Regions from separate parts of the Mus musculus genome. Here all the other regions are linked to region 1. A link is a contact called in public HiChIP or PLAC-seq and promoter capture Hi-C data. All regions are on one chromosome and are shown on one strand. The core of a region is the stretch at or near the end of the contact, and the rest is flanking DNA. Distances in the headings are between cores, read along the strand shown.

Region 1 (3,706 bases), core at 749-3,248:
CACACATGATTTATATTGTATTAGAAAAGTATACTAAAGGCTTATAGCCATCTTTTGATAAGGGAAGGGGCCTTTTGGTATTACATACATACATCTGTACGTACGTGTGTGTGTTGGGGGGGAGGGGTTCAATCACAGCCAAGTAGCTTCAGCCTGATTATGAGCCACACTGTTATTCTGCACATCATTCCCTTGTGTCTTGTATTCCTCTAACTGTTTTTGACCTAGCCCCAAGAGCTACCTCAAGCCCCCTCCCCCCCCCCTAGCCTTCCCTCCAGCTCCAAATAAGCCCATGGAGCTATTCTTCGGCCCCATATTGCTTTGTTCGGTTTTCCTCATGAAATCGCTTTCTTGTGGCTCATAATGATAGCTTGTCTAAGCTCAGGGGACATTTGCATGAGCTTTGCATGTATGTTGTCACAGCTTGTCTCAGCTCAGGGGACATTTACAACCCTGCACTGCAGCAGTGAGGCTAAGAGGAGTTATGTACCTTGTCAAGATCCAGTTCCTCGAGAGGCCAAAGATGGTGCTCTAACGAACTCCCGATCTGTCCTTGGGAGAGATGGGCAGAGGTAACCATGAGCTTTGCATGTAGGGTCAGTGTGACCAGCAATCTTAGTCACAGAGATTATGGCTGTCCTCAGAGATCCCCTAAAACTAGCACATTATTTTTTACTGCTATTTCACTATGCAACGAAACCTACTTTGTTCACTTAAGAATGATCTTGTATGCAAAACCAGTTTCACTCGAAGCCTAGGAGTACAGGGATGCCACTAGCTAGCTTGCTGTGACTGATGTCTCCACCCTCAGTTTGAAGCCGATCAGGACCAAAGAGGGATTGCAGCTGGGCTGCTGGAGTGAGGAAGTGTGTGGCTGGGAAGCTCCGCAGTTCTCTCCCCCTCCCCGCGCCCCAGGCAGACTGACACTTGGAAGAAAGTTAGGCCGGAAATCTACACCGCCCGAAACCTGACAGGGTCCAACCTCAGCCCTAGGAACTTCCCAGGAGGCGGGAACCCAGGCCAGGGACAGGAATGGAGAAGCGGCGGGTTGTGTCCCTTGCGTCCCAACCGCGAGGATGTCCTCGCTTCGCGCCCTCTATCGGCGGCTCTGAGAGTGGCTCTCATCTGTATGCGAACTGGATGTGCAAGAAGAGCTAATATTTCTGAGCACGGATGAGGAAGGGAGGTAACATCAACTTACAGGATTGCACACCTCTTTGCAATTTTAAACTCCTCAAGAAGAGAAACTACAAAGGGTTTATAGGACCACAGACACGTTATTACTGAAGTGAGAATATAGTATGGGTACCCAAAAGAGTGACCTTTGAATCATCTGTACGCTTGCCTATGTCTAGCTCAGTTCATGCTGCTATCAATCCATGAGTAAGGACCTATAAGCATAAGAGACGCCCTCAAAACACTATGACTTTTATTAGTTATTCACCTCCCCAGAGCTGTCCCTGGATACAGACAACATAGGTATGAGGTAGGGGGTACGTGGAGCCAAACAGGAGGTAATACCTTCTGAATTTAGATGCTAACAAGAAAACATGGGGAAAGGTGGCCCAGATACACTAGGCCCTTTATTCTTTGGGCCTGTAACACCTACTTATTTGATTGTGGCATGAACCATGAACTCGGTTTGGGGCAAGTCCTTCCTTTTTCTGCAGTCTGTGGAATCGGGAGAGGTTAGCCATTGCCGCCTCTATTCACCTTAGGCATGATGTAAACAGAAATTAGTATCTCTGCCTCCTTCCTTTTTCCACACCCCGAAGTCATTTCCTCTTAACCTGGGATTTCGACGTCTATATTCCCTCTGTATGATAGATGCACTCAGGGAGGCAAGGGGGGGAGGGAGGAACTTCTTAAAATTCCCCCAGAATGTTTTGACACTAGTTTTCAGTGTTGCAATTGAGACTAGTCAGTTTCTACTTTGGGTTTCCATCAGAAAGTTCTGTAGGAGTAGAGTATATAAGCACCAGGAGCAGCCAAGGCAGCAGAAGGAACAGTGGGTGTCCAGGCACATCAGACCAGGCAGCTCGCAGCAAAGCAAGGTAAGTTCTCTCCTCTTCCCTGTCGCTAACTCCCTGCATCTAGAGGCTGTCCAGATTCAGACTCCAGGGGACAGGCTACCCCTGAACCAGGCAGCGTGGGAGTGGGGTAAGTGGATTCTGGGAGCATCTCGGATGGCTTTCCCCGCTGGTGGAAACCAGGGGCTTTGACGACAGGGGCTTCAAATAGTCATTTAAAAAGTCAGCTAATTACAGATGTGATGGCGCACACCTGTAATCTCCAAATCTGGGAGGCAGGAAACAGAATGCACAGGAGTTTAAGGCCAGATTCAGCTGTGTAATGAGTTTGAGAGAGTCTCAAAAAATTGAGCTACTAATAATATGTGCCAAGCATTGTGGACAGATGTGTATTTGATAGAAAGGTTTGCTTTGTCTATATAGACACATATACTATGTGCATTTTCTTAAGTATTAATGCATATGTGTTAAGGAGTGTTGTTAAAATTCTGTTCTTGCCTTAAGAGTGAAACTTAAAAAAAAAAAAAGCCTTTCATGTACCCCTTCAAGCCTAAGCTCATCACTGAATGTCCTACCTGTGATGGCCTTTAGAATCAGCTATGATAATCAAAGTGGAGAGCTGGGTTTGGGGGTTCCTTTGGATTTTAACTAACTTTGCCACCTCTTCAAAACTGGAAAGCCCAAGGCATGTTCCAAACTATTTCCTAAAGGGTTCTAAAATCTGTGAGAAAGGGAAGGCTAATCTTCATGGGTTGGCTTCCTCTGCTTGCCCAGGTGAAATCATGAGCACCAGATGGGGCAGGGTGATGGGGCAGGGTGACATCTTGCTTTCACCCAGGGATCACTGAGCCTCAGCTGGGGGCTCCGTTTGTTCAAGCAAGGCATTTCAAGATGAAGTTAGGTCACCCCCAAGAATTCATTTTGCTGAGATCTGAAATACTGTGATTATTGCACCAACAATCCATGGACTCTCTCTAGGCTAGATTCTGGATATAAGACTAGACAGATATGACCTCTGTCACACACCTCGGTATGGGAAAGGGGGGACAGACATTAAAGACGTAATCAAATGATTGTCATTTCAGCGATGCTGAAGGGGAAGAGTAGCTATTTGGGGTCCTGTTTTCATTTGGGGCTCAAGCTGGCACTTTCTGTGGATCATTTCATGAACTCCTAACCTGACAGAGTTATTTTTAATCTAGGAGTACAGGCTTGACAAAGTCAACACAACTTGTCAAGGTCACATAACTAACAAGTGGCAGACTGAGGTCTGTTTGGCTGTAGAACCAAGGCCCTTTGCCCGTGCCCTCCTTGCCATCCCTGACAGCCACGCCATCTGTACTGTGCATTGTTGTTTCTGGGCATTTTTATTTTTACATATCATTTCTCTTTTAAATTAAAGAATAACAGAATGAAACTTGCAAAAGGGATGTCCACTCAGGCACCCGCTGGCAGCAATGTTTGGAAGCATTTGCATGCTCTAGGGAGCTAGAGTATCCAGCCCAGGGTTCCTGTGCTCTTTGCACAAGACTTTCAGGACTTAAGAAAACTAATGAAAACAAACAAACAAACAAACAAACAAAAAAGAATTGTTAAAACATAGCATATGGAAGAATTGTGGAGTGAGAGGGAAACAAAGCCCAGCATCTGCCAATCAGCCTGAAAGCCAAAGCCTG
Region 2 (3,706 bases), core at 814-3,313, 970 kb before region 1:
ACAGCCAATACTGGGTTTAAACACTCGCAGTAGAGTAGAATCAAAAATTAGGAAGAGCAGTAATCTGGGTAGATGCAAGAGCAGTTTGATGTGTGTAACTCCTTTACAGTTGGGGTGAGAGCTATTCCCTACACAGACATCACATCAGACTGGGGTCTGTCTTCCTACACTTCCTTAAATCTGTTTGTGCGCAAAGGGATGTTCCTAGTAAATATGTAACTCAAGCTTCCTTTAAATTCATTCAACAAATATTTACTGAGTGTTATGCTAATCATCAAAAGAAAGAGCCTAACTCTGGGAGTTGAAGAATAAAAACAACACACGGGGCCCCGCACGCATGGACACAAGCACACACACAGCACTTACACTTTTACTGTCCCTTCTATTCCCTGTTCCTTTTATCCCCTCAACCTGTTATTTTCTCTTTGCATCTACTTCTGAATTAAACCACCAGCACACAAAAGTCTTGCTTTCAAAAATAAATCTATATACATTCCCACAGCTTCCACGTGAACATTGTCTAATTCCTTGAGAGGTTTTCTTCCCCTCTCACCAACAGGAAACATTGCTTTTCCCCAGTCCACTGCAAGTGTAAATAATATCACCATCCTGTCTTTAAAAGGACATGTTTTTCTGAGTGATGGTGTTCCCAGGCCAGCTTTGTGATCCCCACTTGTTACTGGGAAATAATGTACCTGGTTGGTAAACTTATAATAGAGTCCTCAGCTAATACAAGTCTCTCCTAATTTAGCTTTACAGAAAGCGTTCATCCAAAGATAATCCCTGCCTTCTTGGTCCCTCTCTCAAGCCTTGCGCTCTGAGTCCGCAGGACTCTGCTCTGCCTTTAGCTGCCTTGAAAAATCAAAATTATTTTTACATTCTTAACCCACTTCAAGTTCCTTTTTTAAAAAGTCTACTACTTTGGGCTGTTTGACTGAGGTGGTGGGGACGTTAGCTATAGTCCTGTATATCTGAAGAGCACTTCACGTAGGGGAAGTATAAATAACCACAAGACAGCATAAAGAAAAATGGCCAAGCAATGGCTCAGTAGTCAATACAGGTCATTCTTGCAGAAGCCCCCGGTTTGGTACTCATTCTGGTTCACAGACATATATCTGCATTTCCAGTCACAGATGATCTAACGCCAATGATGTGCAAACTCACACACAAAAAACATAAGGCTTTTTTTTTTTTTTTCCTGAGACAGGGTTTCTCTGTGTAGCCCTGGCTGTCCTGGAACTCACTCTGTAGACCAGGCTGGCCTCGAACTCAGAAATCTGCCTGCCTCTGCCTCCCAAGTGCTAGGATTAAAGGCATGTGACACCACTGCCTGGCATAAGGCTTTTTTTTTTTTTTTTTTTAAGAAAAATAAATTCACCAAAGTCGCCTATTTTCCAGGAGTTTGTTTTTTATGGGGATGTTTGTTTGTTTGTTTGTTTGAAAAAGGGTCTTCCTATGTCACTGGCCAGGACCTCAAAGATATGCCTATCTCTGCTAGGATTAAAGGTGTGTGCCATTACGCCGACCTTTGCAGCATTTTCAATAATCATTTTTGCTAAGATTCTGTGCTGTAGGCTGGCAAGATGGCTCAACAGGTAAGAGCACTCACTGACTGTTCTTCTGAAGGTCCTGAGTTCAAAACCCAGCAACCACATGGTGGCTCACAACCATCTGTAGTGGAATCTGATGCCCTCTTCTGGTGTGTCTGAAGAGAGCTACAGTGTACTTATATATCTTTGGGTGGGAGCAAGCAGAGACTGACTGGGCGAGCGGGGTTGACCGGAGCGAGCAGGGGTCCTAAAAAAATTCAATTCCCGACAACCACATGAAGGCTCACAACCATCTGTACAGCTATAGATTATCCATATACATAAATAAATCTTTAAAAAAAAAAAAAAAAAAAAAAAAAAAAAAGATTCTGTGCTGTTCCAGAAAGAAAGCTGCACTGCCATCACTTCGCCTTTCTGGGTCAAAAAAAAAAAAAAAAAAAAAAAAAAAAAAAAAAAAGAGCCAAGCGCTTGCAAATGCGCATGTGCCGATCTCCCGGAAGTTATCTCTGCGCAGCCGGAAGAAGGCAGGGAACCCGGAAGTAAACATTGCCGAGTCGCTTCGTTTCTGGCGGATGGTTTTGAGTGGTCTGCGGCGCGACTGGGTAAGTTGGGGTTCTGAGATTGAGCAGACGAACTGGGGACCTCGGGGAGCGGGTATCCCCTGCAGTGAGTCCTCGCGGTGATGAGCCGTCGTGGAACGGCGGACCCGGGTGGAGACTGTGGCCCAGGACGCAGGCGCCGCCCTCGCGTTCAGCCGGACCGAGGCTGACTCCTCAAGGAAAAGCCCTGGTCACTGTAAGCCGGACATCCTGAGCAGCCCGTACCGAAGCTGAGCCCTCTGTCCCCAAAAGAGTTCCTTTGAGGTTCAGTTTTTTCCGTTAGGTGGAGATGATCTTATTTTGTGAGGGTCAAATTAGAATGTCCGTATTGCATCAGTGAGTGGGAGCTGTTAAAGTTCTAACTCGGAGAGAGCCGGACCCTCTGCAGAGCAGTGGAACCTAATGACAAAACACTTCAGTCCCTCTTAATCTTGAATGTGACAGGCCTGCACTCCAGTGTCTGTGGTTTGTAACAGGGGTTGAAAGACCAACTAAAGTCAGGCTTGGGTTTGCGATCTGTCGTCTCTCACTAATGTCTTGTTATCTGAAGGTGTTAACCCCCCCCCCCCCGCCCCAAACTTGTTTCCTCACCATAAAATAGGGTGGTTGTAAAGATTTGGTGACGGTCTGCATGGTAAATTAAAGAAATGGTAACTGTTAAAATGAAGATGATTAAATCTGTGCTTCTAGTATATACTACCACGGATTTCTAACACTTCTGTTTTTATTTTTAAGTCTATTTTATTTTAATTATGTGTATAAGTAGGTAGGTGGGTTTGCCCTTGTAAGAACGTGTGTAGTCTTCTTGGAATCCCTGTAGCTGGAGTTAGGGACAGTTGTGAGCCACCTGACATAGATGCTGAGAACTGAGTTAGGGTTGTCTACAGGAGCAGTAGGTGAACCGTCTCACCTGCCCCATACACAGACCTCTATGGTGGCATATGCCTATAAAGCCAGAACTCGGGAGATGGAGGCAGACACAATTTCACAGGAAAGTCATGGAGTTTAAGGAATGCTGTGGATAAATACTTAGTGTTCTGGGTGTGGATGTCATGTACACAGTTGGTTGTGTAGATTTGAAGATCAAATGAAAAGTCTAGGGCAGAGAGATAGTATGGAACCCCAGTAGTGGGATACTGTTCCTCCTGAATCTTGGCAACTGGTATTGTTTAGAGTGGTGAGTGAGGCTCTTGCTGCTCTGTAAGGAATCAGCCTCTAAATAAACGTGTGCAAATAGATGAGCCTGCAGAGAAGTCGAGAACAGGAGAGGTGTTCACGGAAAACCAGTAACATGTTATAGAAGCCAAAGAATGAGAATCTCTGACAAAAGAAGGCATGGAATGGTCGGGAATGGAAATGAAGTCAGTGACCAGAGCAGAGGAGTGCAAAGCAGAGGTATAAAAATAGGCACACTATGAATATGGGTGATTTTGTGGTGTGTGTTTGTGTGTGTGTGTGAGAGAGAGAGAGAGGCAGAGACAGAGAGAACTAGATATGCTAGGCATCCCTGAATGTAGACAGACCCATCTCTATTTTTTTCTAACAAGGTCTCATGTC
Region 3 (3,706 bases), core at 360-2,859, 830 kb before region 1:
ATTTTTATCAGCAGCATCTATTGAATGAGCTCTCTATTGGTGAGACTTTAGGTGGGTGTCCACCTTTTCCCCGGCAGTTTACAGCCAGATAGCTACTGTCTTGTAGCTTCCCCTGCTTATGGGAGTCTGTCTGTAAGATGGAGTCCTGTCCCACAAGCAGAATCTTTTGGCCATAGGGCAAGCAAGGGGCTGGAGACGTAGCTAGATGGTAGAGTATTTGCCTATCGTACGTGAGGCCCCAGGCTCAATCCCCAATATCACAGAGACAGAGAAACAGAGACATACAGAGACAGACAGAGAGACAGAGATGGGGGGGGGTGCATGTTCCAGATTTTGTCATTGAGTGCTACAGTGGCGGCTCAGCTGTTGAGAGCATGTGCTGCTCCTGCAGGGGACTCAGGTTTGGCTCCCAGTACAGATATGACAGGTCACAATTTTTATAACTCTAGTTCCAGGGGATTTGATGCCTTATTCTGGCCTCCTTGGCCACTGCACACATCATATGGTATATGTAGACACTCATCCCATAAATAAAAATGAAATTCGATTTCAAATATGTTGGTAGGAGTTTGAACTGAACTAGGAGATAGGTCTAAGTGCTCCCCTTTTGTTTGTTTTGAAGAAAAAAAAATTTTTTTTTCTGTTGAACAGACTAGCCTGGACCTAGGCTGGCTTCAAGTTCTCCATCCCCCTGCTTCATCCTCCTGCATACTAGGGTTGTAAGCATGTTCCACTCCCATCAATAAAGGCCCCACCTAAGCTATAAATTGTCAAAGCTGAGTGGTGTGTCTGCCTGCCCCCGGCTCTCATCAGGGTGCCCTGGTGGCCAACCCTCACTCTTGAGGGTGCATTTCCATTTTACACACATCTCTTGCCCTGTCTTGGATGTTCAAAGAAGGGATGGAAAGATATTAGCTGCTTTTAGGGCTCTTTAAAGCGGAAATCAATAGTCTTGTCTCTTCCGGCAGAAACCAGTAAAGGCGATTGCCTGCCAGGCTCCTGCCTAAGGATCTCAGGAGATTATAGGAAAAGCCTGGCCTTCCCCCAGGAAATCACCTTCACACAACCCCAGTGTCCCCCTAACCCGTGTGCCCCACCCCTGCTTTGATCACTCAATAACTACTGCCTCTGCGGAGCTGCTGCTCCGGCAACGGAGTGGGAGGGGGGCACCCTTTGGAGATCTTGCTGAAGATTTCTGAAACTTGAAAGCTGTCTTAATCCCTTGTGGTAGGCTGTGATGAAGTAAGCCTGGGAAGGCTGAGCACAACAGCTTCCCCCTCCACCCCATTACCTTACCCCTTCCCGCCCCCAGAGCTAAGAATGCTTAAGATGCCTCCGAGGCACTCATTGAAGCAGCAGTTCTCAACCTGCGGGTCAAGACTCCGTTGGAGGTCAAAGGACCCTTTCACAAGGGTTGAATATCAGACATTCTGTATGTCAGATATTTGCTTTACAATTCATAACAGCAGCAAAAATACAGTTACGAAGCATCAACAAAAAAATAATTTTATGGTTGAAGGACACCACAACAGGAGGAACTGTATTAAAGGGTCACAGTGTTAGGGAACTTGAGAACAAAGAGATGATTCCCGCCCCCCAGGTTTCTGGCAAGGTGTGAGACTTCTTGCCAGAGTCAAACCCAAGTCTCCAAGGAAACAGATACTGGAAATACTGGGGGTGGGGGGTGGGGGGAGCACACTTACTGTTTTCCTCATAGCTCACTAGGAAGAACTCCATTTCCTTTGTCCTGCCATGGAAACATTTGCAAAAGTTTCAGCACTCAGGGATGGGGTCACAACGGGGCCTTATATTTTGTGCATCATCCCTACCCCTCTATACACACACACACACACACACACACACACACACACACACACACACACACACACACAGTGCCACGCAAAAGCTGCTACAGTGTCCGTGGCTCCTTTGGGTGGTGGCCACGAAGCCTGGAAGGGCTGGTCTCTCTGTTGAGAGCCGTGTAGAGCAGATTGCTAGCAGCAGCTCAAACATGACAGCCCAGAGAGCAGAGGACATGGTGATTTTCCATTCCCTGTTCCCATCTCTGCCGCTGGCAGGCTTGGAGCCATTTCAGGAGAGGGATTTTGTGTGTGAGCTGCCTGTCAGACAGCTGAGTGGGCCAGAAGCTCTTAAACTGTACAAAATGCCTTAGCAGGTTAGAGCCTAGACCTGTTTGTCTGGGAACTGAGGTCCTGAATATTTGCTGCTCCTGCTTCCCAGCAAGTCTTAGATTTCAACTGCTTGACCTGATTAATGTGCAGTTTTCAATAGCTGTCACCCCACACAGGTGCTAGGACCCCTCCCCCATTCTATAAGGGACACTATGGGCTCTAGAGAGGTGGTAATGAATGGAAGTGATGCCCACAGCACCCCTGGATGAAGACCGGGAGCCCTAGAACCTTGTACCTATTTGACAGAGAGTGGGCCCTGTGCCAGGCATTGGGCTGAGAGTGGGCCATAAAATAAACTGAACCCCATCCTCAAGTTGTTCAAAAAAACTCTCCTAAAGATACAGGCTTAGGCCTGCATTGGCAACACAAAAGCAAAGCCTTCTAAGAGAGCAAGGTGTCCTTGCTGTTAGGGGGTAAGCAGTTTGCACAGTGAGCAGAACACTGGAGTCAGGTGCCTTCCATGATACCTGAGAGCTGGTATCATGCTGGTGGTGGGCTCAGCTATAAACTCCCTCTGTGGTGAATGTTTGCATATTTTTAATTTTTTTTTCTTGTATGTGTGCGAGGGTTTTTGTTTGCTTGTCTTTGTGTTTTTGTTTTTGTTTTACCTGTATGTATGTGTGCGCACCATGCGCTGCTGTGCTCATGGAGGCTTAAAAAGGGCCTGAAGGGGCTGGAGAGATGGCTCAGTGGTTTGACTTCCAGCACCCACATGGTGGCTCACAACCATCTGTACCTCTGGTGCCAGAGGATCTGACACATCTCTGACCTCCACAGACACCAGGTGCACACATGATGCACGTACATATATGCAGGCAAAACAATCATAAAACAAAATAAATAATTCTTAAAGTTTAAGAAGGCTTCAGATACTCTAGAACTAAGCGACAGACAGCTTGAAGCTGCCATGTCAGTCCTGGGAATTGAACCCAGGTCCTTTGGAAGGGCAACCAGAGCTTTTAACTGCGGAGGCGTCACTCCAGCACCAAGTATTGGCATCTTGACCACATTCTGCACCTTATCAATGCCAAGTCTACCGTATGCCCATTCTCCTTTTGTTTTGAGGGCTTGGGACCAAACCCAGGGCCTCCTGATGCTAAGCTTTCAATATATCGCTAAGCTACTCCCTCCCTCCCTTGTGCCCAATCGTCTTGTTTCCTACTGACATCCTGAAAGAAGTCCTTGTTTATTACATACCTGTGCTCTCCAGGAAAGCCATGCTGAGAGTTTTCTAGATGACAGCTATGCCCTGCCTTCTTGGGATGCTTAGCTTCATGGGGTAACAGTTCCATTTTTAGCCTCAGGGTGAGGTGAGCCTTGGTCACAGCAGCTTCTCCTTCAGCTGCGCCTTCCTCCCCCCACCCCACACTAACCAACTACTGGGTTGTAGTCTGCACTAAAAACCATTTCATTCTCAAGAGAAGTACGCCGCCCTGGTGGTGAGAGGAGGACTTGCGGCTGTATTTGTTGTGTTAACATCAGAGTTTTTAAGATTGGCTTTAGGAAGTATGTGT
Region 4 (3,706 bases), core at 660-3,159, 720 kb before region 1:
GGGAGTAGGTTTGTGCACAAGGTAGCTAGAGGAGGGCATTGAATCCCCTGGAGTGCTGGAACCAACTATGATTCTCTGCAATAGAAGCACATGGTCCTCACTGCTGAGCCATTGCTCTAGACCCCCAGAACACAGGACTTCAAATGAGAGGGTTTGGGAAAGTCAGTGGTACACAGTGGTCTCTAAACAAACTCCATTTTCCCTGTGGCTGTAAAGGGAGATTCTGAATTCTCCTTGACTGGCATCTTCTATTGGACTTTTACTTTCCTGAGAACTGCTAAGCTTGAAATAGACAGAACGTTGGCTAATATTTGCTTATTGTCATTTTGTCTTTTCTATAAAAAAATACCTGGACTTATGACCGTGTAATTTATTAGCTAAACAACATTAGAAACCTTTTTGTCTCAGTTTTCAAATAAAATGGGTATAATAGCACTTGTCGAATTGCAAGGACCATGTAAGATTGTACTAGATATTGATATATAGTATTCAATTAATCTTTGACATTTCATTCTTCCCTCCACGTTGGTAAATATCTTCTTTCTCTTTTGTAGGTGTTTTCAGTGCCTCTGATTGCTCCTATTAGAAAGGACTGACTGAGGAACAATCTGCAAGAAATGAGTACAGTGGCTCCTTCTAGACTTAACAGATTTCAAATAGAATTGGTCTTTAAACGCAACACTTGGGAGGCAGAGAGAAGGAGGCCGATCTCTGTGAGTTCCAGGCAAGCCAGAAGTACATAGGGAGACGCTGTTTCAAAACAAAAACCCAAACCACAAAAACAAGGACCTTAGGACACTGGAGGGCTCCCCTAGCCCTCATCTTTTCTTTCTTGGGATGGGATCTCAGTTTGCAGTTGAGTCTATCCTGAAACTGTATTAAGTCTGGACTAGAATTTTGCCATTTCTGCCTGTGCCTCCCAAGAGCTGCCCCACCGGCAACTATGCCTAGATTTCTTTCTTTCTTTCTTTCTTTCTTTCTTTCTTTCTTTCTTTCTTTCTTTCTTTCTTCCTTCCTTCCTTCCTTCCTTCCTTTCTTTCTTTCTTTCTTTCTTTCTTTCTTTCTGCACACGGCAAGGAAGAGGGTAAGGAAAGAAAAGGCTTCAATAGTGAACTCTTTCCGTGGATCTAAGGACTACAGTCAATTTAGCATGCCAGTTGTCTGTCTTCTCGTTAGAATTTTCCTTTTTTGAAATTAGCAGGTTCCTAGAGTTTAGTCCTTTATATTTTAAAGAGTGAAACCAAGGAAAACACCGCTTGTGTGTATGCGGGAGCTCCTGTCATGTGGTCATGGAGAATGTCTTGTACATCGCCCTGTTTCCAGCACCTCGTAATCTGACTAGTGAATAGGCACCCAAAAAGTGTCTCAGGATTATTTTCGGAACTTTAGTTATCTTTCCCAACAGAAGCCTGTTGTGCCCACACTTGGCCACAAGCAAATCCAAGCCTAGAAATAACATTTATTCTAAGGATCTCTGCGCAAAGATTCTTGGGAAGTGGTTCCCTTTCTGCATTCTCCCGCTATTCCCCCCTTGGGGAGTCTTTGAAAGAACTGGCACGACTCGCGTTTTCTTCCCTTCTCCCACCTCCGAAGAACGGGCCGAGTAAGGGCAGGGGCATAAACCAATCCTAAAGCGGTATTTCCCCTACTAACCAATAGATACAGGCTGTAAGCACAGGGCGCCGCTTTTGCCATCCTTCAGCCCGCCCCTCAAACTCCTTTTAGATTCTCCACTTGACAACTCACCTGACCAATGGGAAGTTCCTACTCTGAGGGAGGGGGCGGGACTCAGCCCGCGACAGACGGCTCCTTCTGACCAATGGGTTGACAGAAGTGCGGAAGGGGGTGGAAGGCGGAGCCAATGGCGCGGTGCCAATCACGAGCATCAGGGAAAGGGCGGGACGAGAGTGTTAGCGGGAGGGAGGGGAAGGCCTCGGGATCCCAGCCGCGCTGCCGCCGCCGCCGCCGCAGCCCGAGTAGGAGGAGGGAGAAACCAGCGAGAAAATGGCGGCCGTGGCTGCTGAGGCGGCGGCGACCGCGGCGTCCCCCGGGGAAGGGGGCGCCGGCGAGGCCGAGCCGGAGCTAGAGCCCATTCCCGGCAGCGAAGCCGGCACCCCCCTCCCGGTCACGGCCACGGAGGCGGCGGTGCCGGACGGCGAGGCCGACGGGCGCCAGTCCGCCCCTCAGGCCGACGAGCAGCCGCTGCCGCCACCGCCGCCGCCGCCGCCGCCGGGGGAGCTGGCCGATAGCTCCGAGGCTGAGGAGGCGAAGCCGCCCGAGCCCGCGGCTGTCCCGGTCTCGCCGCCCGAGCAGCCTCCGGCCGCCCCCGAGCAGCCCGAGGACGCGCCGCGGCCGCCACCAGCTCCGGCGCTCGTGCCGCCGGCGGGCGGGGACTCGGCGGTGTCGCACCTCATCCCCGGCTCGGAGGTGCGGGTCACGCTGGACCACATCATCGAGGACGCGCTCGTCGTGTCGTTCCGCCTCGGGGAGAAGCTCTTCTCCGGGGTCCTCATGGACCTATCCAAAAGGTACCGTCGGCCCCCCAACTGCAAGCTGTCCGCTCCGCCGCGAGGGAGAGCGCGAACCCGAGCTGCTCCCGCCCCGCCCTCGGGTCCTGCGCGCCGCGCCGCTCTCCGCGTGGGGCGCGCTCCGCGTGGGGCCGACGCGCGCGGCCCCGGCCCCAGGTGTGCAGCTGGGGACGCGCGCGGGTGCAGATGGCTGGCACACCCCGCCTCCGCATCCCCAGCCCCCTGCGACCCTCTGGCTTGCGCACTGGGGCAGATGGGTTAATGCAAAATGCAGATGGATCCCCTAGAGAAACGGGTGCTGTGGGGGGGGGGGGGGGGGAAGAGGTGCTGCGGAGGCATCTCCCTGTCCTCAAATCAACCTTTAACTTTAGCGGGGCTGAAGAAAGGGGTGTGTGCTTTGGGCTTCCCAAAAGGTTACCTGTCAGTTGTTAAAAGAGGAAGAGCCTAGAGTTAATGAACCCTTTTTTAACTGTTATTAAGAACTGCTGGAAATAGTTTCTCGGAGGATCACTCTTTAATAAGGAGGTACCTTTTGCTAATTTTACTTATAGCTTAAAGAAATATTGGAGACGGGATAGGTCCCCTGTCTTTTGAACATTTACTACCCAAGTGGTGGGTTTACAAAGGAATGTTCGCATGACTTTTTCTTTGGCAGTGATAGAGATTGAGTCTCAAAAGATTTCCGAGACGATGTTTACAGTTAAATTTGTTTTGACTAGAAGGTTGAGTTCACCTACAAACCTCTGTCTTATCCAGTATATTTTCACCTTTTGATTTAAAATGTTCTGGGCACTGCTTTAAACAGGTAAAGAAGGTAATCTGCTTTCAGTCTAGAGTTAACCTTTTTATTCTCTTCTTTTGCAGATAGGAAGTGCAGAGACTCCCATTCATGGCTCTCCATTCTGTTTCCTGCAACAGCACACACACTCTGGTGTCTCACCTGTTTGGAAATGGCTCTGTGTGTTTGATGTGTTTATGTATTTCTCTTCTCTTCTTTTTTCTCTGTACTGGAGATTGAGCCTAGAGCCTCTGCATGCTAGGCAAGCATCCTGCCATCTAGCTACACACCCCCAGCTTCCTCCAGAGTTTCTTTGACTTTTGAGACATGGTGTGGGTTAGTTAAGTTGTCCATGCTTGCCTTGAGCTTGCAATCCTCTTGCCTCAGCCTCTCCCAAGTA
Region 5 (3,706 bases), core at 594-3,093, 670 kb before region 1:
GAGCCCTTCACATTTGCCAGAATTACACTTGGCCCAGCAATGCATTGGTGTGGCAGTCAAGCCATCCATCCATTCATTAATAAGGTATGGAGCTGTGATTGGCCAGGAGTTCATTATGTAGAGCAGGTTGGCCTTGAACTCACAGCCAAGTCCTTTCCTGGCCATACATAGGAAAAAATCAATCCACTGTCCTTTCACTGCCTCCCATTAATATCTGTGGAGTGTGAAAAAAAAATATACAAGCCCTCTAGACTGATACCAGGACTACTTTCTAGGTTTTTAGTGGCACTTTTATAAATCTTAGCTTTTGGAAGGTGGAGGCAGGCAGAGGCAGGCGGCTTTAATCTGTACATGCAGATAAAGTACTCATATATATTAAACAAATAAAAATAAATCTTAAAAACAAAACCAGGGGCTGGAGAGATGGCTCCGTGTTTAAGAGCACTAACTGCTTTCCCAGAGGTTCTGAGTTCAATCCCAGCAACCACATGATGTATCACAACCATCTGTAATGGAATCTGATGCCCTCATCTGGTGTGTCTAAAGACAGCTACAGAGTACTCATAAAATCTTAAAAACAAACCCAAATAGGCACTTAATGGACACAGACTCTGAAGGCCTTTGGGTTCACATTGTTAGTATCTCTTGTGGAATCTCCCGGTGCTAACAATCTAGGAACCATAGTGCAGGAAATGACAGATCACACCCTGCCTGCTCCAGTGCTAGGAGTCAAATCGATGGCTCACACATGTCTCCCCGTTTCCTTTCTGGTCTATGCAGTGCTGGTCCACGCGATGCTGGCTTCCCTTCACATTCTCTAACAGTTTGAGGCATATACTCTTATCACTGAGCAGTAGCCCCATTCTTAGCTTACTGTAGAGAATGTCTCTCCTCAGAGTTTTATTTCTTGAGACTAGTTAACAACGGTCTCTGTCGTCCCTTCTCAAGAGTTTGGTTACTACAGGCGTGTGCCACTGTGTTGGTTTTTTTCAAAACAATTCTAAAAGGAGGCTGAAAATTGTTTTTACCTTCTGCAATATTGCTGGAACTAAAATACATGTCATTGGGTGAGCTGTACATTACATGCCTGTAATGTACTTTGGGAGGTGGAGGCAGGATTAGGAGGCCAGCCTGGTTATAACTGACCCTGCCTCAAAAAAAAAAAAAAAGATAAAATAGAAATAATAAAAAAAAAAACCCCACACAGGTGTGCACCCACCCACCCACCCACCCACCTACCTACCTACCTACCTGCCTTATTGAAACTCTGGGGTCTAGGCTGTAGCTCTCAATCCCCAGCATTCCCAAAGAAGTAAACTCAGGGTTAAGGGAAGAAATCAGAGGATTTTTCAAATCAGAAATAAGTAGTAGAGCACCATGACACAGCTCTCTACATACCTGTTCCATTTTACGATTTTGCTATTGCTAAACATTTTGAAAATCTTAGATCTGGGGGCTGGCTTATGGATGTCTGAGCAGCCACATGGCTCCCCCTTTCCTTTCTGCAGGCCCATGCAATGCTGGCTTCCCTTCACATTCTCTAACAGTTTGTGGGCTGGAGGAAGGGAGAGGGTTTCGAAACCTCCAACACTCGGGAGATGGTTCGTTAAGTACCTAGTGTGCATGAGGCGCAGGCAGGTAAATCTCTCGGAGACATGGTCTACTGGGTTGTAAATCAGTAAGAACTATGTAGTGATTGAGGAAGATAGCTGACGGCAACTTCTGGCCTCCAAATTCTTGGATGTACAAACGCATACACAAAAGCAATAGCTCTATACCCTGCAGCAATGCCTATCAGGAAATGTAACTAGAATATCATTTCCTGTTCTTTGGGCCAGAAATCTTTCAGAAAGGGCTAGAGATGACTCATCAATTAAAAGTGCATATTGCCCTTGCAGAGGATCCAAGTTTGGTTACTAGCAACCACATGGTGGCTCCCAACTGTGACTCCAGTTTCTGGTCTCTGTGTGCACATGGTGTAATATAAACTCACACAAGCATACACTTACACATAGAACTTGAGGGTCTATGTTGTAGGGACTTAGGGAGGGGAAGGTGTGCAGCGGTGACTGATTGGCCAAGCCTGTCTTCCAGGCTGAGAGTTAATCAGTTTGGAGCTTGTGGCCTCCTAAGTGCTGGGGTTTACAGGTATTAGCTACAACACTCAGATTTGCTGATTACATGTTAAATCTGGCATCTAGTTTCCCTGAAAAGCATATGTATAGAAAAAAAAATCACACAAGTTGTACAGAAACTTTGGCCAAAAGCTACTCGATATTGACGCACATAAGTTCTAGAACAGTTGTCACACACAGCTCACAAAATAACATGGCAGCTCATCTGCAAAATAAGGCACACATGTCACTGACACTGACTGAAAACTAGCATCAACAGATACCTAGGTAAACAAAAACCTCTCCTGGAAACTTGTGCCTTCATGCAGCCTACACAGACAGGCTGTTTGGAGACAAACCATTCTGAATGATGGCATTTTAAGCTGAGATTAGCACTGATGCTTGGTCAGAACCGCTAATTTCACAAAACTGGAGACTGACTCAGCTGCCCTGTGAAGCAGGAGTCTTCAATTCTGGCACACTGATCGGTTATTCAAGGGAGAGTCAAGCAGCAAAAACTTTAGCTTTGTGGGCTTCAGAATCAGTGACCTCGATGGAAACCAGAACTGGTTCCAAATGTCATATAGAATCTGCTTCAGCTGCTGTTAAGGGGACAAAATTAACAACATAGTCCCCAACTGTCACAGGATGTTTTTATTAACACGGAGGAACTCAAGAATGCTGAAGCCCCTGCACTGCAGCATCTGAGCAAGTGTGAGCAGGGAGGGACAGCAGGAGGGGACCCTGTCCATATGTATGGTCATCACTCAACTACAGGCTTGCATGGTTACAGGAGGTTTTTGGTGGCTAGCACATCTGTGCGGCTCTAAGAGGTCAGCTTTGACAAGCAGGCTTCTCCACCAGACAGAAAACAGCCAGAACCAGGGACACGGCTGCACAGACACCACCTTAAAATGGAAATTAATGAGGCTCATACATCAGGAGGCACATTCCACCCTGATCATAAAACAAGAGCAAGAAGGCGCCTCTGGTTCTACTACACAGCCTTTCTTAGATAGATGCTTTTAAATATTCAACGCCTGCAGAGCCGTGCTCCTTGTGAACAGTTCATGGCCTCCCAGTCAGCCTTTAAGACTGTTATTTCTGTTATCTATTATTATTCGGATTTTGAACAAAATTGATGGAGTAGGAGCCAGTAGAAGAATCCTGCTTGATCTGGAAATTTTCTGTGGAGAGCCCAAAAGGTCGCAGAACCAAGTTGCCAAGATCTTTTAGTTTACCTGCAACATAAAAACAACTCAGATGAATGCAGGAACAAGCAGGAGACACCAGTCAGTTAACTCTGTTGTCAGGACCTGACACTTTCTGGGAGGATTCTCAGCCTCTTTCCTCTCAGGCTCGCTGTCACTCCACTGCCTGAGTGACACTGGAGCTCACAGTCCTTCAGGATCCCTCCATGGAGTCAAAATCTCCTGTCAAGCTGGCTAGAATTACAAAGGACAGGGATGTCCATCCCAAGTGCTGGATGAAGGCATCTGGCTGAGCCTGGCCTTCCTGGATGTGAGGACAGTGGTTCCTTAACTCACCTGTTCTAAGGCAAACAACAGCTGCTGAGTTCACCCCAACACGAC
Region 6 (3,706 bases), core at 449-2,948, 560 kb before region 1:
CTTCTCAGATACATCGTTACTACCGAAATAACACTGGCGAGATGTTGGAGCCCAGTGTCCTTTTTAATTATTAAACTGAGGCCAGTGACTGAGTCATTCCACATCCCAGATTCTCCTTCCGTGCTTCTATTTCAAGTGCCTAGTATCTTAGCTTTTTTTTCACCAACACCTGAGTTGGTTCTTAGCCAGTTCCCCAATCTGCAAAGCCCTTGCAGAACAAATAGTATTATCCAGTCTCCAAACACACACTGATGGCATAAAAATAACCAAACCCACACAAAAACTTTGGTGTGAGATCATCAGGAAAACCAATGTAGGTCTACCTCCCCTCTGCCAGCCCCCAACTTACCAAGTGGGAGAGCGATGAAGAAGGGGAGCCAACATAAGATGAACATTCCGACTACAATGCCCAAGGTTTTGGCTGCTTTCTTTTCCCTGGAGAACTTAAAAAGTTTGACAGCTATGGAACTCCTGGGGTTGTGGCCCTTGGCCTTGGTACTGCTGAGGGTGTCCTCATGAAAGTTCTTAGAGTGGATTCTCAGGGTCAGCTCTTTGGAGTTGGACATTTCCTTCATGACTCCCGCCTCCAGATTCTTGGTGGTCCTCTTGGCCACGATGTAGACTCGGCAGTACATGACCAGGATGACCGCCAGTGGGATGTAGAAGGAGCCCAGGGAGGAAAAGAGGGCGTAGAAGGGTTCTTCTGTGACCCCACATTCTTTGTCGTCATTGGGCGCAGGTTCTTTCCATCCAAGGAGAGGCCCGATGGAGATGACCGTGGACAAGACCCACACACTGAGGAGCGCCAAGATGGCCTTCCTGCGGGTGACCAGCGTGGGGTACTGCAGAGAGTATCGCACCCCAATGTAGCGGTCAATGGAGATGGCACATAGGCTCAGGATGGAGGCCGTGCAACACAGGACATCAACCGCTGCCCAGATGTCACAGAAGATGCGCCCCAGCACCCAGTAGCCGAGCACTTCCAGGGTAGCGGAGAAGGGCAGGACTGTGAAGCTCAACAGCAGGTCAGCAATGGCCAGGTTGACAATGAAGTAGTTGGTGGGCGTCCGCAGGTGCCGGTTGCAGGCCACCGACAGGATGACCAAGATGTTGCCCACGATGGCAAAGAGGATGAAGGCGCCCAGCACCAGGCCCACAGAGATGGCCCTGGTGACGTCCAGCTGGGGCAGTGTGGAGTTGCTCGAGGTCTGGTTGGGGCCAGTGAAGTTGGCATCTTTCAACTCTCCCCAGTGGGCAGGTGCTGATGTGTTGTGGCCGGTGTCCAGATCGGGATTCATTTTAAAGTCCGCCCTCCATAGCCAGGGAGGAGATTGGGCTCGGAAGGGCTGCGACCAAAGCTCCTCAGCTGCCCTGAAACTTTGCTCCCTCCGTGGTCTTCTTTCCAGAGGCGTCCTCCTGGCGAGAAGTCATCTCCCCCGGGCAGCCTAGCCCGGCAGCACGTCGCCTGCCTGCACCCAGCGGCTCGCTCGCCTGTCAGAGGGAGGAGGAGGAGAGAGGGGACGAGGCGGCAGCTCCAAGTTTAATGGTCCACGTCAGGCGCGCCTGGCCGGGCTGGCGCGGGAGCGCGGGGAGGAGCGGGCGCCGGGCCGGGGGTGCCCGGCTGTGCCCGGCCCGCGGCGGGTCTACGGACCGCGGTGCCTTCTCCGCCCAGCGATCGCGAGGAGGGTCTGCTTTCAATGAGCCGCCTCTGGGCTGACTGCACGGCGGTGACATCAGGCGGGGAAGCCCGGGCGCCCTGACTCTGTGCGGCACTAGGGGGCAATGCGGGTCCAGCCAAGGAGCGCAGCCCCGACGCCAGCGCCAGCCTAGTCGGCTTGGAGACCTGCCGCGCCCGGCACCGCTCCCTCTGCGGGGATGGGGCGGGGAGCAGAGCAGGGGATCCGGGTGTGGGCATCCCGGTTCATACACCCCAGGGGGCCCGCTGGGATTATTTTTTCCCCCTGTTCACGCTTCAGTTAAAAGGTAGGGTGGGGATGCTTACCTCTAATGGGGGCTCCTGGAGTCAAGCCATGGGTTCAGAGAGATGTGCAACTTCTACACAACTGGCTTCTACAAAAGGAAGAAAATCCCTGCGTTAGGCAGGTGACAGAGACTTGAGTCACATCTGAGACCAGGCGTATACTTTAGTTCCCCCTTGCAACCTCTTTGGCCTTGATAAAACCTAGAAACTTCTGTTGCTCATTCATTCGTTCAGTTATTCCCTGCACACATTCCTTCAGTGGATTGTTAATGTCCACCTCCAGGCAGTGGCTCCATTCTAGGCACTGTTCTCCAACAGTTAGAAGGGTACCCAGATTCCTGACCGGCAAGTGGAAGCTTATCAAACAAGCAAAATCTGAAGCGAGACATCTAATGACAGGAGTTTAGGAGAAGATTAATTGAGGACAGAGAAATGCAACCAGGGTATGGAAGAATATGAATTGGATTTTTTTTTTTAATGACAGAGTATGATGTAGCTCAGGTTGCCCTCCAGCTCACTGTATAACACAAGAATACCTTTGAACTCTTGATTTTCCTATGGCCACCTCCTGAGTGCTGGAATTACAAGCATGTACCGCCGTGGTTGGTTTATTTGATACTGGGGATGGAATTCAGGGCTTCGTGCATTCTAGGCAAGCACATACTCTACCAAGTGAGCAGCATCTCTAGGCTGAACTTGACATTTTAAGAAGGGGCTTGGGGTTGTCACTAAAGAGATAGTTGAGGGAGGGAGGGAAGGAGGGAGGAGGGAGGGAGGGAAGGAGGGAAGGAGGGAAGGAGGGAAGGAGGGAGGAAGGGAGGGAAGGGTGAGAGGGAGCTAGTTGTATCTCTGGGAGTAGAGAGTGAGGACTGATTGCCAAATCCTGGGGAAGGGACTTGGGGGGGGGGGTCTTGCCTGTTGGCTCTTTTCTTGTATTGCCTTGTATACATGTAGGCTATTAGGCTACAAACCCTATTTCCAGAGGTGGGTAATTACAAAAAGGAAGAAGAAAAAAGTCAAACCAGGGAAGAATTTTCTTGTTTGTTTGTTTGTTTGTTTGTTTTTAGAAAGAAGGTCTTCAAAAAAAAAAAAAAAAAAAAAAAAAAGAAAGAAGGTCTTCAGGTTGGTTTTGAACTCAAGATTCTCTGTCTCCCAATACTTAGATGCTAGACCATGTGCTACGTTCATGCTGCCTTTTCTCCCGACTTGATGAGAGAACTAGTCTCATTTTGATTTCTGTTTTGAGGATGGGACCCGTGTGATAAGGGAGTTGAGCCGTTTTTTTCAAGTACATATGCCTATTGAGGAGAGGAAGGGTGAGTTGGAGTTGAATGTCATTACTGGGTTTCCTTATTCTAGTGCTGAGTACTGAGCCATAGAAGAGTCACCGTTTCTATAGGAGCAAAATAGGGGATAGAGTAAATGTTATAACTTGGGCTTTTTTTTTAAATGGCTCATTTTGGGGCTCAAGTTAGTGCTACTGGGAAGGAACCCACATTTGCTGAGCTCCTACTGTTCATCAAACATTTACTTATTTCTCTCCCCTCCTCTCCTCTCCTCTCCTCTCCTCTCCTCTCCTCTCTCCTCTCCTCTCCTCTCTTCTCTTCTCTTCTCTTCTCTTCTCTTCCCTTTTCTTGCTGTGTAGCTCACACTGGTCTTGAGCTCACTATGCAGACCAATATTGTCCCAAACCCCAAAATCCGTTGGCCCCCACCTCCCCAGTGC

What was found. Promoter capture Hi-C pulls out the DNA fragments that hold promoters and counts their contacts. HiChIP or PLAC-seq counts read pairs in DNA pulled down with a chosen protein or histone mark.
Region 2: an H3K27ac HiChIP or PLAC-seq map of embryonic stem cells shows a contact between it and region 1, with 10 times the contacts expected there. The contact joins the promoter of Slu7 here to the promoter of Il12b in region 1. A contact is called at or near these places in 5 of 39 promoter capture datasets (embryonic stem cells, hippocampal neurons, liver and 1 more), 3 of 115 datasets of contacts at active chromatin or transcription factors (bone marrow-derived macrophages, embryonic stem cells and stem cell-derived neural progenitor cells) and 2 of 9 other capture datasets (adipose tissue and embryonic stem cells).
Region 3: a promoter capture Hi-C map of stem cell-derived epiblast-like cells shows a contact between it and region 1, with 3 times the contacts expected there. The contact joins the enhancer-like site here to the promoter of Il12b in region 1. A contact is called at or near these places in 5 of 39 promoter capture datasets (the 3T3-L1 cell line, embryonic stem cells, liver and 1 more).
Region 4: a contact with region 1 is called in a promoter capture Hi-C map of the C10 cell line. The contact joins the promoter of Pwwp2a here to the promoter of Il12b in region 1. A contact is called at or near these places in 11 of 39 promoter capture datasets (the 3T3-L1 cell line, 3T3-L1-derived adipocytes, the C10 cell line and 7 more), 4 of 115 datasets of contacts at active chromatin or transcription factors (the 230-238 cell line, astrocytes, bone marrow-derived macrophages and 1 more) and 1 of 9 other capture datasets (adipose tissue).
Region 5: an H3K27ac HiChIP or PLAC-seq map of acute myeloid leukemia shows a contact between it and region 1, with 10 times the contacts expected there. The contact joins the enhancer-like site here to the promoter of Il12b in region 1. A contact is called at or near these places in 8 of 39 promoter capture datasets (the C10 cell line, cranial neural crest, hematopoietic stem and progenitor cells and 5 more) and 3 of 115 datasets of contacts at active chromatin or transcription factors (acute myeloid leukemia, bone marrow-derived dendritic cells and bone marrow-derived macrophages).
Region 6: a contact with region 1 is called in a promoter capture Hi-C map of embryonic stem cells, with 5 times the contacts expected there. The contact joins the promoter of Adra1b here to the promoter of Il12b in region 1. A contact is called at or near these places in 14 of 39 promoter capture datasets (the 3T3-L1 cell line, 3T3-L1-derived adipocytes, the HPC-7 cell line and 10 more), 1 of 15 datasets of contacts at CTCF or cohesin (the NIH/3T3 cell line), 2 of 484 Hi-C or Micro-C datasets (embryonic fibroblasts and pre-pro-B cells), 7 of 115 datasets of contacts at active chromatin or transcription factors (cardiomyocytes, embryonic fibroblasts, embryonic stem cells and 3 more) and 1 of 9 other capture datasets (embryonic stem cells).

Annotation. Positions count from the first base shown.
Region 1 is chr11:44,398,065-44,401,770 of GRCm38.p6, forward strand. It overlaps Il12b (interleukin 12b), which reads left to right and starts at 1,999. Exons shown (of 8, transcript NM_001303244.1): 1 at 1,999-2,054.
Region 2 is chr11:43,431,668-43,435,373 of GRCm38.p6, forward strand. Slu7 (SLU7 splicing factor homolog (S. cerevisiae)) reads left to right here and starts at 2,064. Exons shown (of 16, transcript NM_198936.1): 1 at 2,064-2,152.
Region 3 is chr11:43,564,857-43,568,562 of GRCm38.p6, forward strand. All of the region lies in intron 3 of Ccnjl (cyclin J-like), which reads left to right. Among named protein-coding and RNA genes, the nearest start is that of Fabp6, 35 kb to the right of the region's middle. Within about 2 kb of position 1,610, at least 45 of the 459 cell types and tissues checked have an H3K27ac peak or open chromatin away from gene starts, as enhancers often do. A contact at or near this core is called in embryonic stem cells and stem cell-derived epiblast-like cells, where this site is marked.
Region 4 is chr11:43,680,089-43,683,794 of GRCm38.p6, forward strand. Pwwp2a (PWWP domain containing 2A) reads left to right here and starts at 1,910. Exons shown (of 2, transcript NM_027557.1): 1 at 1,910-2,528. The coding sequence starts at 2,005. It overlaps Gm34963 (a long non-coding RNA gene), which reads right to left and starts at 1,976. Exons shown (of 2, transcript XR_388594.3): 1 at 1,747-1,976.
Region 5 is chr11:43,727,253-43,730,958 of GRCm38.p6, forward strand. Ttc1 (tetratricopeptide repeat domain 1) reads right to left here. Exons shown (of 8, transcript NM_133795.2): 8 at 2,754-3,355. The coding sequence ends at 3,222. Among named protein-coding and RNA genes, the nearest start is that of Ttc1, 19 kb to the right of the region's middle. Within about 2 kb of position 1,844, at least 58 of the 459 cell types and tissues checked have an H3K27ac peak or open chromatin away from gene starts, as enhancers often do. A contact at or near this core is called in acute myeloid leukemia, bone marrow-derived macrophages, hematopoietic stem and progenitor cells and 1 more, where this site is marked.
Region 6 is chr11:43,834,791-43,838,496 of GRCm38.p6, forward strand. Adra1b (adrenergic receptor, alpha 1b) reads right to left here and starts at 1,699. Exons shown (of 2, transcript NM_007416.4): 1 at 350-1,699. The coding sequence starts at 1,298.